Linked DNA regions of Mus musculus: region 2 is linked to region 1. A link is a contact called in public HiChIP or PLAC-seq data. All regions are on one chromosome and are shown on one strand. The core of a region is the stretch at or near the end of the contact, and the rest is flanking DNA. Distances in the headings are between cores, read along the strand shown. Region 1 overlaps Twist2 (twist basic helix-loop-helix transcription factor 2). Region 2 overlaps Hdac4 (histone deacetylase 4).

Region 1 (3,963 bases), core at 508-3,007:
TTAGAAGACAAAAACAATCTTGCCAGACACCCCTGCTGACTCAAACAGAGCTGCTTGCAGGGACAGGAAGAGGCTCCTGTTAGAAGGCTGAGGTTTCAAGTAGCAGAGCCTGCTGCAGAAGCAGAGTTGCCACACAGAGCTTCAGGACCCTGAGTCCACCACAGTTACTCCCTTTTCTCACTATGGAAGTGCTGATTGACATAAGTGATCAAAGAACACGAATTCATCGCACGCTCTTTAGCACATTTTGCCAAAGTGTGTTACAAACTTTGTAAATATATCAATGTTAAACTACCTTTTTGTCCCATACAGAAACCCTCTTATTTCCCCGACGATGATATATTCTTTAGAAAGATTAGTACATTTCTTTTTCTTGCAAATGACCTAGAATTTTAACTTCTGAAGAAGTTGATTTCTCTTGCTTCTGTCAGGTCCCTTGCTGGCCTCGGGAGAAGCCAAAGTGAAGGCTCTTGTGGGCCCACAGGCTTCTCTTTCTTCTGATGTAGCTTCTGCTATGTTGACACATCATAGGGAAGACTTTTGTCTCTGCAACTGCTGCTGAAACCCAGTTCTGTCTAATAGCGGTGTACATGGGATAGAGGAATCAGGACTCAGCTAGACACAGGCTCTCCCAGGTGGATGTCTCTACCATCCATGAAGCTCCTGCTTACCATCTGCTCAGGCTTCATGCATCTTATGCATGTATGTATGTATGTATGTATGTATGTATGTATGCATGCACGTAAATGTTTTCTTTTTTAATTATGTGTATGCCAGTGTGCATGTGGGTATAAGTGCCCATGGAGGCCAGAAGAGGTTGCCGGAGCCCCTGGAGCTTGTGTTTTTGATGGTTGTGAGCTGCCTGGCATGGGTGCTGAGAACAGAACTTCAATCGTCTGCAGGAACAACCAGTGCTCTTCACCGCTGCACTTACTTTTGAGATAAGGTCTCACTGTGTTTCTGAGGCTGGCCTGGTCCTTACTATGTAATTGAGGCTGGCCTTGGACTTTATTTACATATTTATTTGCTGGGGGTGTTTTTGGGTGCACATATGCATGCAGGTGTGTGTGCACATGTATGTAAGTAGGGCGGGTCAGAGTGCTCTTCTTCAGTTGCTCTCTGCCTTATCTTTTGAGGCAGATCCCTCCCCGGATCTCCCAGTTACTTTTGAGCCCTCGGGACCCTCCTGTCTCTGCCTCCACGGTGCTGGGATTGAAAACACTTTTACCACGTCACCCAACTTTTGCGTACAGGTTCAAGGGGTTGAACCTGGGTCCTCATGTTCCTGCAGCAAACACTGCCAGCCGAGCCAGCTCCCAGCCTCTTACGTTCACTTCCGTGTTCCTGCTGGGATTGCAAGTGAACACCAGCACACTTGGCTGTGTCTCCTAATAGTGAGCTTCTTGGCAGTAGTAGTAGACAGCAGTTAGCTTGTAAGGGGCACAGATGACCACTGGGTTTCTTTCTTTCTTTCTTTCTTTCTTTCTTTCTTTCTTTCTTTCTTTCTTTCTTTCTTTCTTTCTTTCTCTCTTTCCAGAGTTATGGAGCTGGAGACCTGAACTCTAACCTGAAGCCTGGGCCTTTCCTGCATCCATTTCCCTCCAAGCCCCGACAGTGCTAGAGCCCATGACCAGCCACCTCCTTTGTCTGTCTTTATTGCATCAGAATCTTCTAAAGTAAACTTTCACCCAGCCAGGGCTGTGCAGGGCCAGAGGGCTTTGCCAGGGATCTGTGAGGTAACTTTCCATCTGTTTATTTATGCTTTGCTACTTGGGGACAGGGGGAGAAAGGCACAGGGACCTAGGAGTCCCAGAAGCTAAGCAGAGTGGCTGACATCATGGGAATTTGTATGGCCTGACTCACGCTGTCCCCTGGTGAGGGAGTAGAAGTTCACAAAGTGCCTTTGGCTCCTGTGTCACCAGGAATTTGCAGTGTTGCAGCGGCTGGAAGCCCAGCCCTTACAGATGGTGTGAGATCCCACAGTTTCCAGCCACATGGAGCACACAGCCACAGGGACTCTCTAAGGAAATGTTGGTCAGCATCACAGAGTTTTCCAAATTTCCTCTTTCATCTCTTGGCCAAGTCTACCTTTATCCAGTGGTGGAATGGCTGGAACTCTTCTGTCCCAGTGGGCAGTACAGTCAGAGGGGTCCTGAGATGACCTTTTCTTCTGCTAAGTCCTGAAGGGGACATCCCCCCATCCTGTCCTCAAGGCTCCTTGAGAGACTTCTGACTGCCATGTTTCAACCCAGTGAAGAAAAATGGAACTGAGTCCTCTGTGGCCCAGGAGAGTGACAGATACCAGCTGCCCTGCCTCCCTCCCTGGTTTGCCCTGACAGATCAAACCATCTCAAAAGAGGCGATGCCAACAACTGTCTTTCATAGCTGGAGCCGTCTAGTGACAAGAACACTGTAAATCCACTCAGGCTGTGATAGGCTGTGGTTCTTTGTCCTAGAGCCGGTGCCTTCCCTGTGGATTTCATTTCTGCTTCTCTGGGACGTTATGAACAGAGTCTCCGTGAGGACAGCTGGTCACAGGGAGGGGACTGGTGTGATAAAGAGACCGTGAAACCCAGAACATAGATGTGAGGGTCCACCCACATCTGGAGGATAAGTCAGGGAATCCAGTGCTACGCGGACCCAGTTGATCACCGTGATAGAACAAGCTTTGTGGACATCAAAAAGCATGATAGAAGAGCATACTGTGCTTATAGCCACAGTATTCATGAAAGTCAAAAGTGGGAAGCTGTACAACATGAAATATCATTTAGCCTTAAAAAAATGAAATCTTGGCATAGCTGTAACCTGGGTGGACCATGAGGCATATGCTAACTGAAGTAAGCTAGTTACAGTGATAAATCCTGTGGAATTCCTGTCATAGGAGGTCCCCAGAGGCAGGAACTAGAATGGCACCAAGAGCCAGGGCAGGAGATGGGAGTTAGTGTTTAATGAGGGTGTAGAGGCGGGTGCTTCTGACGGTTGTTACAGTGTGTGATGAAATTACTCACCTAGCAAACAGTGCAAGCTTGATCAGTGCCACAGAACCACACACCTAAACACTGTAAGGATGGCAACCTTTACATTGTGTTTTATAATTACAAACACGGAGATATCTCTGCCATGGTAACTGGAAAGCAAAGGACCCATGGTCAGGGTCTCAGCAACAGGCCTTGACCATCTTCACGCCCTCTCTAACTTTTTGGCATCACGTCCTTAGAATAGTCTCCAGTCAGAGTTCCTGGATCAGTTGTAGGTGTTCCGGGTCAACTTTGTGTCCTCGAGTGCCAAGGTCAGCCCAAGGTAAAGCCATTTCTTTTACCATCTGAACTTTAGCCCAGGGAAATGGTGTTCTAGGTAAGACCTGGCTAGGCCATGGTCTGTACTGTAGGCCAGGGCTGGGGGGCCAAGGCAGTGTGGAGGTTTGGTGGGTCAGGAGAGTGACTGTATGGATGGCAGGTCTTCTAGCAATTTCTAACCTGAATCAGAGCTACTGATTTTCAAAAGAGAGGGCTGAGTCTGTACATCAACCAGAGGCTGTGTGTGCACTGAAATCTGGCATCTACCTACCTGTACATAAAGAGAAGGAGAGGCATACCCAGGGAGCAGACGTGGGGTGCCAGCACATGCCCACAAAACTTCTAATATTAGGACAGTTAGCTCGACAGGTGACCAATGCATCTACAGAAATCTTCATGGCATGGACTCATGGCCTGATACACACTGGGGACAGTTTAGAATGGCCAGTCTTACTGATGGAGTCAGGCTCTTGGTCCTTGTGACTTTGAGGGGTTTGTGAAGTGGGAAGCAGGCAAGTTGTTCATCCACAGACCAGTGACTATGAATAATGCTGTACAACATTAAATATGATTTAGCCTTAAAAACTGAAATCCTGGCATAGCTGTAACCTGGACGGACCTTGAGGCATATGCTAACAGAAATGGCTCTCAAGCCTGATGGAAGAGA
Region 2 (3,963 bases), core at 879-3,378, 120 kb before region 1:
TTCTGTCAGCTGTACTGTGGGCATGAGCTCTTCTCCAGCTGTCAGAGGATAGGGCCCCAGTACCACCTAGCTGACATGTGCTTGGTGCTGAGTTTTGTTCTCTGATGGAGGAGAAGGCCCTCTAATCTTTATAAAGCTGGAGAAGGAACCAACTAAGAGGCCTTGTATCATATAGTTGCTGCTCTTCTCATGGAAGAACTTACTGGCACTGCCTCTGGCCTTTGCTTCTGCTCTGCTGCAGCACATGGAGAAGATAAGGAAAGCCTCTGGGCTGTAGCACTTTGGGTCACACAGTGACCTGGCTGGCTGTCACCTGTCTATCTGTAGCACCTTGGGTCACACGGAGGCCTAATTGTGTCACCCAACCATGCTGAGCAGAAGCAACAGGAAGCCTAGGGTCCTGAAACCATGCACAAATGCCTTCTTCGGTCAAGGTCCTGGCATCCTCTCCTCTCTGCCCATCAGTGCATCTAATCACAGAGAACAGTCAGTCTCTCTGCTTTACTGTGGTAGATGTGGACCCAGCAAAGGAATAATGAGACTAGAGGTAGCCTTTGGGATGTCAGTGCCTCTCTCCTGCTGTCATTGCTCCTGCAGTGGGGTCCTACAGGGGCAGAGAGTACTCTTTGTACCACAGTCTCTGTAACCCCAAAGCCAGTATCAATGTTTCCATCAGAGACATTGGACCTGAATCTGGTCTGGTGAGTGGGCTGGTTACTAGGGCTTTCCTAGTGCCTAACCTGCATCAGCCTATCTGGCTATGCATAGCAACCCCATGACCAGCAAGTGATGTGCTGGGTGTTGACTGAAAACAGGGAAGACTGTGACCCTAGATGGAAGCAGATGCCCAGACATGAATGTGGGAAAGCTCCGTGCCACACACAGCATTGACATGGGCATGCTGCCTTCCACTTGCATATGTATGTACACAGCATATCAGATGCCCAGGAAGGCAGGGAGTGCAAAGCCTTAGATGGGGAAGATACAGCACTGAAACCAAAATTCAGTCAGTCGGATGAAGATACAATCCAAAAGCCAAACTAATAAGCATGTTAAGCGAGCCTCAGTTACTGAAGATGATACCCAGCTCCTGTGTTTATTAGGGATGTTGAGGGGAGTATCTGGCGCGCTCCACTCAACGTGTCCCTCTGCCTTTGCAGGTTTTGGGTACTTGACAAAACAGCTGATGGGCTTAGCTGGTGGCCGGCTTGTGCTGGCCCTTGAGGGAGGCCATGACCTGACAGCCATCTGTGATGCTTCTGAAGCCTGCGTGTCTGCTCTGCTGGGAAACGAGGTATGGAGCGGTCCTGGCCCTGCAGAGTGTGCTCACCACAGGCACCAGGCCGCTGCACAGAGCTCAGACGGCAGAGGCCAGCCACCTCCCATCTGAGGGGCAGTTCACCCAGCACGGGGCTACAGCTGTATCCCAGCCCGGGTAGGATGTCTGACCTTGGCTAAGAGATGAGCAGAAGGGACACAGAGCGGGGCCAGGACACAGAGGCACTCGCTGCAGCACGTTCTCCCTTCCTGTTTCACTCGTGTGGAGGATAACGTGCTGGCCAGGCCTCATGCTGCTCCTCAGCTCTCCAGTGTGGTCCGGTGTCTATGGGAGCTTGTCTGCAGGCTTGGGTGGAGTCAGCATGCACAAGCCGAGCTTTCAGCTTAGGGCTGGGCTGGGACCTCTTTACTCAGCTATCATATATCCTGTGACTCAGGAGCAATGCTTAGATTCGGGTTCTGCACTGCCCCACTAGTACTGCCAGGCAGAGTTGGGGACATTGGCCTGCACAGTAGTCTTCAGTGGGTCAGTCACATAAAGTTTTTGAGGGTTAAAGTACAGTGAGCACCATGTGAGTTCCCTCCTGCTATGTTGATGAAGACCCCTTGTTGACATTCCTAGCTCCTTGTGTTTATAGCTGCACACAACAGAGACCCAGTTGGAATGAGCTTCAGGTTAGAATGAAGGTGATGTCACATAACCCTGGGAGCCCCAAATGCTTGTGGTAAAACTGACACATAACCTTCATTGAAGAATTCCCAAATCTGAATCTGTCTAGGCCAATGGTTCTCAACCTTCCTAATGCCCTATTAAAGGAACTCTTTTATGCAGTTCCTCAGATTGTGGTGACCTCCCCCCCCCCAACCATAAAGTTACTCATTGCTACTTCATAACTGTAACTTTGCTACTGTTATGAATCATAATGTAAATCTGTTTTCCGATGGTCATAAGTGGCCCCTGTGAAAGGGCCATTCAGCCCTCCCCCTACCCCCACCCCCCGCAGAAGGGTCACGACCCATAGGTTGAGAACCACTAGTCTAGGCCTCTCTGGCTGGTATGTATATCTGTTACCTAATTTATGTATGTGATTCTTGCTTCATAGATCTTACTCACATTGATCCCCTATGGGTGCTGTTTAGGTGCTAGGAAGGAAAGAACCAGGAGTAAGGAGCACACCACACAGATCCTGGAGCCTGTGTCACATAGGAGCCCCTCGGCTTCAGGATTAGAGTGGCAAGTGGGTCAGCAGCTCTGCGATCTGCGGCGCCTGCTGCACCTGCTCTTCTGGGCTTATGAAACTGCTGTCCCCACCATGTAGGCCAGGGACTAGATGGCTCTTAAGGAAGACCCTCTCTGACCTGGTTTGCCAACACCTGCCAGCCCAGGGTTGGCCCATGTGACACAGAGATCAGGATTGCTCTTGAAGGTTCTTGTCAGAATTGCACACAATACCAGACTCAAAGTTAAATGCATGTTCTGTGTGGTGTGCTCTGCAAGTTTCACTCTAGAAAGCACAGGGTAGGAGAGAAGAGTGAAACTGCTGCCTCACTATGTACAGCTTTTAAGCTTCTGGAACCAAATGCATATTCCTCCCTCAACCTTCTGTGGACACTATTATAAGAGAAACCCTGCTAGTTATGCCTTGCTACAGCTCTGACCCATGCCATCAGTGGGGTGTTCCTTCATCAGAGAAAGTAGGTGTACACCTTAGCCAAGTCTTTCCATCAGGCCCTGAGTACATCAACCAAGCACTGAGCCTCACCCCCCAGCCCCCACTCCCCAGTCTCATGGTTGCCAAACCTCCCTGCCCTCCATTGTAGCTGTCATGAGAGAAAACCATCTAAACTCAAATAGAGAGCAGGTACTTAAGGAGGCGGGTCAGAGGCAGCAGTCAGCCACACGTGTCCCCAGCCCTGCCTGGCCAGCAAAGCTTGCTCCCACTGACTTCCCTGAAATCCTAAATGTGAAAAGGCCACCAGACTAATTGGCATTATTTTCCAAGATTTCCATTTATACATAGGTCTCCACAACATTTACCTTTAGACATTTTCCCTTATGGGAAAGATGAAAGAGAGCACACAGGATACTTTCCTACTGTGTGACTCCTGGTCTAAGGTTATTGAGGATGCCAGATGCTCATGGGTAGGCTCAGAGCCCTGACATAGTGGCAGCTAGCAACTGTGCTCAATGCTCCAGGAAGCCTAGGGATGGCAGCCTGGCCTAGGTTCCCCACAGCATACTGCAGATCCTGACCCTACTGTAGGAAGCTAGGAACTGGAATTCAGAGACATGGGCTCTGGGCAGGTGTCAGTGGCTCAGTGGAAGACTCTTGCACATCTTGGTGTCATCCCATGTATATCCCAAGAGAGGAGAAGGGGCTAGATAGTGTGAAAGGACAGGGCATGCCAAAGGCAGGGTAACTAGGAGACAGCAGGGAAAACAACATGGAGAGGCTGAGCTCAAAAAAGCTAGGATGCAGCAGAGAAGGAAATGGGGAAGAGGCACGCATGAAGGATCCATCTGAATTCCTGAGCTTCAGGGAAGGCAGGGGGCTCAGCCTACAGCTGATTGTTTCACACTGAAGAAGGCAAGAAGAGACAGCCAGAGCTGTGACCACGTAGTGAAGGAAGTTTGATGTGATACTCAGGAGAAAGACCAGCTGGAAGTACAGCCCTGACCATATT

The links. HiChIP or PLAC-seq counts read pairs in DNA pulled down with a chosen protein or histone mark.
Region 2: an HNF4G HiChIP or PLAC-seq map of pancreatic cancer cells shows a contact between it and region 1. The contact joins two enhancer-like sites. A contact is called at or near these places in 4 of 39 promoter capture datasets (cranial neural crest, hippocampal neurons, liver and 1 more), 5 of 484 Hi-C or Micro-C datasets (the AML12 cell line, cerebral cortex, cortical neurons and 2 more), 1 of 115 datasets of contacts at active chromatin or transcription factors (pancreatic cancer cells) and 2 of 9 other capture datasets (adipose tissue and pancreatic islet).

The regions. Positions count from the first base shown.
Region 1 is chr1:91,821,540-91,825,502 of GRCm38.p6, reverse strand. All of the region lies in intron 1 of Twist2 (twist basic helix-loop-helix transcription factor 2), which reads right to left. The region is part of intron 1 of Gm46117 (a long non-coding RNA gene); the gene reads left to right. Among named protein-coding and RNA genes, the nearest start is that of Gm46117, 7.8 kb to the left of the region's middle. Within about 2 kb of position 1,757, at least 72 of the 459 cell types and tissues checked have an H3K27ac peak or open chromatin away from gene starts, as enhancers often do. A contact at or near this core is called in pancreatic cancer cells, where this site is marked.
Region 2 is chr1:91,943,231-91,947,193 of GRCm38.p6, reverse strand. Hdac4 (histone deacetylase 4) reads left to right here. Exons shown (of 27, transcript NM_207225.2): 24 at 1,161-1,294. Among named protein-coding and RNA genes, the nearest start is that of Gm46242, 66 kb to the right of the region's middle. Within about 2 kb of position 2,128, at least 15 of the 459 cell types and tissues checked have an H3K27ac peak or open chromatin away from gene starts, as enhancers often do. A contact at or near this core is called in pancreatic cancer cells, where this site is marked.